2 separate regions of the Xenopus tropicalis genome follow, and region 1 is linked to region 2. Evidence: chromatin contacts called from public Hi-C data. All regions are on one chromosome and are shown on one strand. The core of a region is the stretch at or near the end of the contact, and the rest is flanking DNA. Distances in the headings are between cores, read along the strand shown.

Evidence for each region. A called contact is a pair of places that touch in the nucleus more often than the background predicts.
Region 1: a contact with region 2 is called in a Hi-C map of neurula embryo, with 2.1 times the contacts expected there. The contact joins the promoter of gbx2.2 here to the enhancer-like site in region 2. A contact is called at or near these places in 2 of 5 Hi-C or Micro-C datasets (gastrula embryo and neurula embryo).

The regions. Positions count from the first base shown.
Region 1 is chr9:59,833,049-59,839,185 of UCB_Xtro_10.0, reverse strand. It overlaps gbx2.2 (gastrulation brain homeobox 2, gene 2), which reads right to left and starts at 4,301. Exons shown (of 2, transcript NM_001011472.1): 1 at 3,181-4,301; 2 at 461-1,586. The coding sequence starts at 3,685. The coding sequence ends at 1,069.
Region 2 is chr9:59,780,074-59,785,871 of UCB_Xtro_10.0, reverse strand. The region is part of intron 18 of agap1 (arf-GAP with GTPase, ANK repeat and PH domain-containing protein 1); the gene reads right to left. Among named protein-coding and RNA genes, the nearest start is that of gbx2.1, 46 kb to the left of the region's middle. Within about 2 kb of position 4,156, at least 5 of the 11 cell types and tissues checked have an H3K27ac peak or open chromatin away from gene starts, as enhancers often do. A contact at or near this core is called in neurula embryo, where this site is marked.

The DNA.
Region 1 (6,137 bases), core at 3,052-5,551, 53 kb before region 2:
CCATAAATAAGCTGACAGATCCCAGCCCTGAACATCCAAGGGATTCTACTGGGTCTGATCTGCCGGGTACAGTATAACAATGATGAATCTGTTCCTACCCAGCATCAAAAACCTCAAGTCAACCCAAAAAAACCTGAGCCCTGGAAACGTTTCCTAATTGTTCATCCCCCCTCCACCCTGCCGGCTGACAGACACATTTACTGCACAGATGACACTCCCAGCCATCCACAATTAAATGATCTATAGGAAAAAATGTACATTCATTTATTTGTGTCCAACAGACCCCACATGTCTTGCCCTATTAAATCCCACACAGCCTTCTTTTTTGGTGACTCCCCCATTCAATTCACACACATCATGTTTGACAAAATGAGTCTCTGGGGGCTTGGATGATGATTAACCAGGATCTATACACAAACCCTTTATAGTCATTTCGGAATGACCCTAAATATCATAGAACGGCCATCAATTTATTTATTAGGGACATGATTAATTTTTTTTACAAGACTGAATATTTTTTACATTTTAAAATGTATAAGAATAGGAAACAGAATAAATTAACCACAAAATAATCTTAGATTCTTGGAAAATGAAAAAAGTCTGTTCATATCTGGGCCTTTGCCTTTAAATGACAAGAGCTGGAGAAAAAGATCCTGGGCTGAAGAAACATGGCCCTTGGTCCAGTTCCAGAGCTTGCACTATACCTCTATCCATATCAAGTCCAGAACCGGAGAATGAAGATGGCTTGGAGAGGTTTAGTCCATCACCTATGAAAAAGAATCCAATTTCCATCTATTTGTGCATACATTTCAGGCCCAATAGAATTAAACATTTAGCCTCCCCAAGTGCAGAAGTCCCCCCTTCTTCAAATAATAAATAGTATCTTTCTGGAAAGTCTTGAAGGGAACTGGTTCAGTCTTTTTATGTTTGTTGTTTGATCTTACAGTTGTGAAACTTCTTCTCCCAGAATTCTACATCAGATTTAATTTGTCAAGGGATTCTAAGGGTTGTTGTCCGACAAATGGAGGGTGACAGAATGGATTCCTTTGCTGGAGTGCTAGCAGTGTTTCACGGTCTCCCTTGCTCCAGCTGCTGGTGTTGGCTCCGTATAGCAAACCTATTGACATGGACTGGGATGGGAACCACTATTTTAGGGTTTCTAGAAGGCTCCCCAGTTTTGGAGTTTACATTACCAGCCTTGACCCTCTTCCACTTGGCTCTGCGGTTCTGGAACCAGATTTTGACCTGGACCTCGCTGAGTTTGAGCACATGTGCGATCTGGGATCTCTCTGTCAGGGACAAGTACTTCTTGCAGTGGAACTCTTTCTCTAGTTCCAGCAGTTGTTCACTGGTGAAGGCAGTCCTCCTCCGTCGGTTCTTCCCTGTGGAGCTGGTGTTGCTGTTATTAGAAGGATTTGAGTTTGGGGGGCTTTCCTCTGGGGTGTCGTCCTCTTTGTGTGCAGTTTGGCAGGAGATATTGTCATCTGAACTGTAGTCCAGGTCACTGTCCATCAGGTAGGAATCCTCCTTGCCCTTTCCTTCTGCTTCTTTCCCAGACTCCTCTTTCCCCTGCCCACGGACTGGACCTGGCAAGCACAGCATGGGAATAATGTTACACACACCGGAATTATACACAATTATTTGGTGAATTCACTGGGTTTTTTTATAAACACAAAAGGAGATTACTATTTTGAACTTGGACATATAGCATATACAGCTAAATCATACTTTTAATTCACTGAGTTAATGGTTAAAACAGAAGGAGAATATAGTAACACAAACAGACCTATACACAGCCAGCATGAGTATGTGTATCTAAAGCACTGATATATAATCCCAGTGTCAATACTTTACAGAGCACTAGTGTTTATAAAGGCTTTTACTTAGAAAAAACATTTAAATATACATACACATCTATCTATCATCTCTATGTCTATCTATCTATCTATCTATCTATCTATCTATCTATCTGTCTGTCTGTCTGTCTGTCTGTCTGTCTGTCTGTCTGTCTATATCTATCTATCTATCTATCTATCTATCTATCATCTATCTATCTATCTATCTGTATGTCTATCTATCTATTTATCATCTATCTACCTATCTTTACACCACCTTGTATGTTCTAATTAGATTACAAAAGTGTATTTCATGTTTAGAAGGGTGCAGAAAGATAAGCAATGACAGAGAAAACATTGATATATCGAATACAGAATTTGTACATGTGAGTCAGTGAGTGAGTGAATCAGTATCAATGTAGCTATCATTATATTATTTCTGGTTGCTGATGAGGCCAATCAGTGAGAAGTGCTTTTGCAGGGTATTTACAAAAATTTGTGCTAAATCAAGAAAATGAATATTTGTGTCTCTGTGTCATTTTGGGGGGATTTGTATGTTAAATTGTGGGAGATTACAGTTTAGCAGAACAAATAAAGGTACAATTATTTTAAAAATAGTCGTGAAAATAAACTATGAACACACAAACGGTTTTATTTTGTATGAAGCTAATTAGACATTTTAATTCAGAATGAAATATATTTCCAACAAAAAAAATTAACATTTGCAATATCTGGACAGCAACACAGATAATTTTTCATTAATTGAGTTTTTGTTGTTCTGATATTTTTCAAAGCCCCCACCCCGACATAGAGATCTCAATGCTGGCCCTATGGCTGGTCTCTAGATGTGGTTTTTCTTCTGTGATTGAGCCATATAAATACAGTAGCATGTATGCTGATTGCACTCCTGAGTGGTGTAAATAGGATTAGGGCTAATATTGGGTTTAGTGCCTGTCTGGAAACTCTCTGTGCCTGGAATTAAAGGAACTGAGCATTAGATTGAGTTGTAATCCTGCTGTCAGTTTGCAGAGCTTATCCCAATGATACCCTGCCTCTAAATAAAGCTCCTGAGAACTCCGTCCATGTGTATTTATGTGAGATGCAATTCTTATTTGCACAAGCAATAACTTAAATTGCATCATTAGACATTATGTATATTATCTATCTACCCATCACGCTTAACTATTGTCTATATTGCCTCCATTTCTATGTATTTCTCTTTTTATCTGTATCATATCATCAATATGATGTAGCTGTCAATTAATAATGATAAACTAGTCCCATGCTGCCCAGGTTGGTGCTGCCACCCTGCCCATTCCCAAGGAGTGATAGTTGGGACACTTACCCAGAGAAGCTTCCGAAGCAGAGAAAGGCAGTAAGGTGCCCTCTTTGGTTATGTAGGTCTTGTTACCATCTTCTTCATCAGATTGGCCCCCTTTGCTTTTTTCAAAGGCCCCATGCAGACTTTGAGCTCCAAACTTTCTGACTGCCTTCTGGTGCTGGGCGGAGGCTGAGAATCCCCCTGGCAGAGAAGCCATGAGTGTCGAGGTAAGTGCCATGCCCTGGGCAAGGCTGGAACAGAATGCACTGGGCAGGCTGGGGATCTGGTGGTGGGGATGCGCTGAAGGGAGAGTTGGCTGCAGAGTGGCTTGAGAAAGAGATGGAGGAGGGGGTGGTGGAGGGGGCAAGATCACAGGCCGGTAAGGCATGAACATGGGGTATCCGGTGTACACAAAATGTCCAGGGCTGGGCTGTGGTGGGCTCCCTATCAGTGAGTCTATACTAAAGGCTGTACTGCTGCCCAGGGGACGCTGCATCATCATGAGAGGGGGCTGAAAGGCTGCACTCATATAAGCTACTGGGAGTCAAAGGAAGGCTAAGAAAATGCTCCCAAAGTTGGGCACAAACAACTAGAGCAGCTCTCAGCAGGCACCAGAGCCACAGTCTGCCACAGTTACCATTGGTAGAGTGCCAGTGATTTGGGCAGAAGTGGTGCCAAAGTCAGATATACAAAGCAGTGTTCTATATGGGTTGCAGACTAAACCCTCATTAGGCAAAGGAGGGTCTCCCACTGCTCTCTGGTTTCTCTTGTGTTGAGATTCTTTGGTGACTGCTTCATGGGTCAGATCTGCTTCTCCAAACTTTAGTGAGTCCCTGTATAGTGGGGGGTCTCTCTATTACCCGTCTCTTTCCTGACTGTGCTGCTTCTTCACTGGGTGCTGAGGTCCATTTCTCTCTCTCTGAGTGACAATTTTGCTTTACTTTCTGTTTCCTGGGTGCCTTTTTCTGGGTTCTCTGCATGCACAGCTCCCACTTTCTCCTTCTGTGTTTGGGATGGGGTCTCTCCTCTCTGGCTGTACTGTTAGATCCGTGCTCCTGTCTGTTTGGCGGGACCTTGTCAATTGCAGCCGGTGTAATGGGATCTCCTCTCTTCCTTGGTGACCTGGATGTGCAGCTTCTTCTCTCCCCAGTCTCAGCAGATACAAACTGTGCTCCTATTTCCCATTCACGTTTTGCCAGATTTTAGCACCTTCCCTCGGCTTCCCTGATTGCTATTGGTGGCTGGGCTGGAGGGGGCTTGTCCTGGCAGACCGAGCCCACTTCACACCCCTCGGAGAGAGAGAGAGAGAATCAGGATAAAGTGCAGGGGATGGAGAACAGGGACAGACTTGTGACTCTCTGAGCTCTGTCACTGGCCAGTGATGGGACAAACCCGGGATAATTCTCTCTCACACACTTCCACTCCATCAGCACTGACAGCCGCTATGAATAAAGGCATTTCCTAATTACACAACGATTTAGCCAATCTGTAAACTGGTCCGACTGCACATTCTACTTGCATTGTATGGACTGCACTTAGAGCTTGTGTGGGCTTATGTGTCCTTGTTTCTGCATCTTTATCACAGTATATTTGGGGTAGGGTGTATACTTCTTTATCACAGTATATTTGGGGTAGGGTGTATACTTCTTTATCACAGTATATTTGGGGTAGGGTGTATACTTCTTTATCACAGTATATTTGGGGTAGGGTGTATACTTCTTTATCACAGTATATTTGGGGTAGGGTGTATACTTCTTTATCACAGTATATTTGGGGTAGGGTGTATACTTCTTTATCACAGTATATTTGGGGTAGGGTGTATACTTCTTTATCACAGTATATTTGGGGTAGGGTGTATACTTCTTTATCACAGTATATTTGGGGTAGGGTGTATACTTCTTTATCACAGTATATTTGGGGTAGGGTGTATACTTCTTTATCACAGTATATTTGGGGTAGGGTGTATACTTCTTTATCACAGTATATTTGGGGTAGGGTGTATACTTCTTTATCACAGTATATTTGGGGTAGGGTGTATACTTCTTTATCACAGTATATTTGGGGTAGGGTGTATACTTCTTTATCACAGTATATTTGGGGTAGGGTGTATACTTCTTTATCACAGTATATTTGGGGTAGGGTGTATACTTCTTTATCACAGTATATTTGGCTTAGGGTGTATACAATATACAGAAGAAGGTATTTTCAGCCACTTTGTTGGCCATGGGAGAAGTGATCTTGGGGAATCTAAAAACTACTACACCTGTCATTGCCCTAAAGGGTAACTAAAACCCAGCCTATATATATGTTGCACATGTTCCCAAAAGTAAATAGAAACAGATCTGTATTTTTACCAACAGTATATCCCCATATTTGTTTTTTATTTTAAAGCAAAATGTTGCAATAAACTGCACCCACAAAATGGAAAAGGATGGAACATTGTTCCATTTAGAACTGCCCACACATGCTTCTAATTCTATGCAGGTTTTACAGAATTTGTTTTACTCATAAATACATTTTACTGATTAACATGTCTTGCTTTCTTCTGCATTGGCAGCCTTGGGACAAGTGCTAGAGAGCCGGCCAGAAAAGGGTCCCCCCCGTACAGTATTCCGCTGATTTTTTTACTTCACCATGTCTGTGGTCACCATGTCTATGGTTTCATAAATGAGGCCTCAGTTTTTGGTGGATTTAGCAATGCTTCTTGCTGTTCAGTTCTTTATTAAACAATGCATTTGCCCCAGATCTAGCTCTTCTGTATGTCAGTGTAATGACATATAAAGTAGGTGACTGTGGCTAAAGTGAGTGCAGGGGGGGCAATGTGCCCTTGCAGAGAATGGGCTGGGAAACGGGATGGGGAAAGGAATCTCCTCAGCCCCCCATCCCAACTCATTACTCATCACATCCCCTCCCCTTCTATTAGCACTGGGACAAGTGACAAGGGAATGATCCTGAGCCCGGAACGTATCGATTAACCCAAG
Region 2 (5,798 bases), core at 2,907-5,406:
CCAAAGAGGGAGCTTTTTATTCCCCCCCTACACCATGGGAAAGTCACCTAGCAGGTGCAGTAAAAGTGATACCTTCCTGGCTGTGCAGCATCACAATGCAAGCTTTCAGTAACACTTAGGGCCCTTCTTCATGGTAAGTTATCTTGCCTGAAGAAAGAGATGAAGTTGTTCTGCCTTGAAAAGCTGCATTGTAAAATATATCTTCCATACCAACTTTCAGTAGCCTTTATTGTATTTTTGTAACAGAGGGAGGTCTTAGGGTAGTAGCACACGTGGTGTTTTACCTCCTATTAAAATGACAGGCATTTCTAGTGAATTGCTTCTCATTATAGTCAGTGGTGCCTCCTTTGCTTTACCTCTATGGCAGCTGTGTCCCTATTCACTATGCAGTTTGCTTCCCCCCCAACTCCCATGTAGTTGTGTTCTATTCTCTCCCACAGCTATCCTGTGTGCCTTGTGTAGATTGCTACTGTGCCATGTTGTACCTTCTATGTCACTGGTATAACTAATGGTATATTCATGTAACTGAGCAAGCTCACTTTCACTTAGATTGTGAATGGAGCATGTCTGGCTAACAATGATACAATTTCTGTTAAAAGAAAATGCATGGCTTACCGAAAAATAGGTTCCAAAGATTATGTAGCCCAAGCAGTATATTAAACTTTTGTGAAGCTCACCTCGTAAATATCATTATCCGGGTGCAAATCACCCGAGACCTGCACAAACGAGGGAGTACACAGGGGTTTCCCAATGAGCAATAGCAGGCAGTAACTCACCCAATTCTTAAAGTGGTCCGGGTGCAGATGCCCCTTACCAGTCGCCAGTGGAGGAATCCACACTTTTTCTTGTAGAAGACTTGCACACTGGATTGTTGTGTAAAATCCTTTATTCACCGTCAAAGGCGGTTTTTAATGCTTTGACAGTGAATAAAGGATTTTAAGTAACAATTCAGTGTGCAAGCCTTCTACAAGAAAAGGTGACTAACAATAATAGCCATGTTATGAATTGTCCTTTATGTATGTAAGTGCATAGTGACATGTGTGCTGGTTTTGTTTATCCTCAGTAGAAGGGGTTAAAGATGTGTGTGTTATTAGTGGAGTCCCCTGTAGAAGTGTCCCGGCCTGTGTGTCAGCGCCTCTGGCTGTGTTTACACACTTGGAGGTAATCTAGTGTCGGGTTAGCTTTAATCCCTCTCTAATCCCTCTGTGTAAACAGTTTCTCCAGAGACTAAATCTGGATTATCTTTACACGGCTTCCTGTACATGCCGAGCGACCCGACAGCGACCCGACATCTCCCCTGGCAGGCAGCTCAATGGGCTATTAACATATCACACGGGAGCTGGGGGGATATTATAGGGGGCAGCAGGCAGCAGCGGAAATCAAAGGGCTCTAATCCCTGTATAAAAACTCTTGCAGGGCAGTTTTATCTCAATTCTGGATAGTATAATTGGCATTGCTAATGTGATATTAATTAACTAGAGAATGTGTATCATTTCATTTGCTCTGCAGAGTAACAGCTTAAATGCCACACTGCTGTAAAGGAATATTGTAGGACTCGTGGGATGAAAATAAGAAAAAAGAAAAATTAGCCAGGCAAATCTAAAGAATGATTAAAGGTAAAATGTTCTGAAGGAATATAAAAATACTACACCCTAGTTAATAACTGCTGGAAGTGGGAAGAGCGACAGCAAACGTCTGTAAATCGCAATATTTGTTAACTGAGTAATAACAATTTAGTAGTAAAGTAAAGTAGTAAAATGCTACACAAATCCTTTTATAAACAAATTATCTATGGCCAATAAAATACCAATGGCTTCTCTCATTTAGCCCAAAAGAAAAGATTCATCCTTACACAGAAAATAATGGCATCACCCCAGGTATGGGCTGCCATTCAAATTTCCATTCTGTTATTTAAGAGGATGTCAAGTTTTAAAAAAATAAATAAAAGAAAACAAATTATTTTGCCCATCTTCCCCAAATCAAGGCTTGTGAATAAGCAAAGGTTAATAGATCATAAGAAAAATCTGGGATGACCTCTAAAGCATTTTTTCCCCTTACTCGTGTTTGTTTTCTTTTTGTAGTGTAAGAAGAGTAGGGAAGAACATTTGACAATTTATTTTGTTCAATTTTTCCATGCAACCTGTTCCATGCAAGAGATTTCAGAGGAAAAAAATTAGGATGCTTCGAATCCAGGATTTGGTTTGTCGATTTATCCGAATCCTGGCACTTTTTGCATGATTCAGACAAATCCCAAACCTCTTGTCATGTGACAACTGAATGTGACTGAATTTTGAATTTGCAACTGAGCATTTGATTCATCTGAACACTTTAGTGGATGATTCAGTATTAGGCATATTCCCAAATTACAGATCCAGTGCAGTGATAGCTTGTAAATGTATGTATGTATGTATGTATAACTTTATAAAGCGCCACAAGGGTACACAGCACTGTACAATTTTACAATATACAAAATTACATACAGGGAGGACAAGTGTTATAATAAATACATATAAATGCACAGGGAAGTGCCATGTGGTATGAGACACAGTAGGAAGGAGGTCCCTGCCTGTAGAGCTTACAATCTAAGTGGTTGGGTAACATACAGGCACAAGTTGGGAGGTAAAAGTGCACTAGGTATGGGCATGTGCCCTTAAGTGCAGGACTAGGCACAATAATGCTTTAGTGCTCCAAAAGGTAACAGCTGAGTCTTATCTTAAAAAGTGGGTGGGTGAGTGTTCTCTATGGAGGGATTCAGGGATAGAGTTCCAGAGGTAAGGAGCAGTGAGATAGAAAGGTTTAAGACGAGAAAGCGCAGTGGATGTGGAAGGTGTAAAAAGACGAAGGCTCTGAGAGGAGCGGAGGAGACGACCAGGAACGCACTCTACTCTGTGTAAAGGCACACCATAGCTTCCAGCTTACCTAGAAATCACAACAATACATGTGGCCAATAAACATTGTTGAGGGCAGTTTATTGGCCCTGCTTATCTGATACCTGGATGAAAAAACTGGATTTGATGACAAAATCAGGAAAAATTATCCTTGGTTGGCAAGCTTGTCAAATAACCCAAATCTTACAGTCTATGCCTAGTTAAACTAGTCCTAACCAGCAGATCAGAAAGGTCTTGTGTATGGGAAAAGAGTCTCTGCCCTATATAGAACCCATAGCAGCCAATAAGATGCTTGCATACATAATCCCAACTGTACCTGACTTACAGTGCAAAAGCATACCGGTGAAGTAAAAATGTTGCCTCGTTAATATAAAATCTGATTTGCCACAGGGGAATCTGTTTTGGCACGGGAGTCCTGCCTAAGCTCCTGTAAGCCACAATGCTTTTAAATTGCCCAATGCCTTATTAACCAGGCATGACAATCCCATTATTTCCCCTTACACTCAGTTACAGATACAACTATTCTGAATCTTGTCTCACTTGGCACTGATACCTGCTCTTCAATTCAACAACCGTAAATTCTTGTTGCGGCTGTAGCTACAAACACAGAAACGACTGTGCACACAGTCAGCCTTGGCTGAGTGGTTAAAAGGAATTATTTTACACAATGATTCTGAACTGTTTTGCATTTCACCACTACATGTCATAAATGCATCAAGATCCTTGCGTGAAATAACTTTTTTTTTTTCGGCATGCGCTCATTTCTGCAAGGAAGTTTGGTTTGTTCCTTCCCTAGCTATGGGTTTGGGACACTGAACCACCAATGTGGTGCGGTGACTGCATTCTGCTTTATGATTCTTCCTTTAAATCAAAGCACATAAAGTGCTTTAAATCCTTTAGTAATGAGCTAAACTCGATACAGTGAATTATTGTATCAAGTTTAAGTGACCAGCACAGTTAACTTTGAGTTGTGCCTTTTATTTCAGGTTAACTATCCCTACTGTCTGTCTCAGTCAGCAAGCATCGAAGTTAAATACAAGAGTTAACCTGTGGGGGAATAGTAGGTGTGAGGTGTTCTTGTTACAGGATAGGGCAGGTAGAGAAGTAACCTATGGCTGTTGATAGGAGAGAGAATTCTGGTAGGGAGGAATGTAACCCCAGCACCACCACAGCAAACTGGAGAAGGGAGGAAGAAGAGGAGCTGGAGACAATGTAGCCGAGGGAGGCAGGGGAAGCGGTCTCTCTGCAGGGGGAGAGCACACTGTATGGCACAGGAAGTGCTTAGCAGATGGCTGGCTGGAGGCCGCATGCTTTCCCAGTCAGGCTGGGTTGCCAAGGATGGAGGAAGCAGAGAGGGGATAGGAATGGATGGGGGTGGTGTACATGCAACAGTGAGCTGGGAGGAAATGAGATCCTAAAAGAAAATGTATATGCAGAAGTCATATGCACAGTCTGTGTGACATGTTACCTAGCGCAGGCACTCTCAGGCAATAATCAAGTCATCCTCAGTTCAGTCCCACTTACCTAAGCACCACCAAGCCTCCAAATCAAAAGGTTACCCCACTACCTTCTTCATACAATCCAATGTGTAAGGCTTCTCCCTGGAAAACTTATTGTAACACAGCGCCACCCAGTTACATTGGTCTCTATCTAAAAGCCTCTCTATCTGTACACAAACTCTCTGTATACAAACTCTAACTTCCCTTTCAGTCTATACCCTTGTTGGATGCACGTTGCTGGGCCAATCAGTACTCTAGGTACAAGTCTTGTTAATAATCAAACCAAGACCATATTTGCTCTAATGACCAAGATGTCTAATACTAATGCTGTGTGGTAGTGTGAGCCAGCAAGAATGAGGCCTATCATGGAATATCTGATGAGAATGATGGCCTACAGGGGTATCTGATGGGAGGCTGTGTAATGCATGTGTAAGGTTCCAGTAGTACAGGGTTAACGTGTAATAAGCCGGTGCCTTCACAGGAGTGATGCATTGGCTGGCCTCCAGCATTGTGAAGCAGCACACTTACCGAGCATACAGAAAGGTGGGAGGAAGCGCTGGATTTATGCACTAACAGGGACCAGGCACATAAATATCCCAGAGCTACAGGATCAATAGGATCAGTGTTTTGCCAACCTGCAGAATGTTTTATGGAACTGGGAGAACAGCAGCAACATTGATGATTAAATAAAACCAATCTATTAGGCTTATTACAAGACGTGTGATCCTCAAGGGTCTGCTGAACATGCACACACGAGGCCACACACTACAGCCCTCCGCGTGCCATAGGTCAGCGCATACACTCGCCCTAGGTCTCAAGGCTAAATCCATAATTTGCTATTAGATTACAAGCGCAATACTACCCTATGGATGTATGTACTCTTCTAGGAATATCTGAAAGGCTTTGGCTTCAGAGGGTAGTGGATGCTGAGAACAAACTTCCAGATGACAACTAAAGCTGTAAAGTTGAAAAGTTATCATAAATAATTGTGCACTTGGCCTACTTACTGGCCTAAATCTGACGACATATTCTAATGGTCAAACCTCTGAAAGCTTATCATATCTGTGGTGACTTTCCTTCAGGTAACACTTCTGGTAACACTGCCAGAAATCGACAATATTATTAATAGGATCCATTATCCAAAAACCCATTATCCAGAAAGCTGTGAATAACTGGGGAAGGCCATCTCCTACAGACTCCATTTTACTCAAATAATTCAAATTTTTTAAAATGATTTCCTATTTCTCTGTAATAATAAAGAAGTACATTGTACTCGATCCTAGTTAATATATAATTAATCCTTAATTGAGGCAAAACAATCTTATTTTGTTTTATTTAATTACCCCTTATCCAGAAAACCTCAGCTCCTGAGAATTCTGGATTACAGACATGGGTATTGGATCTATTGAGC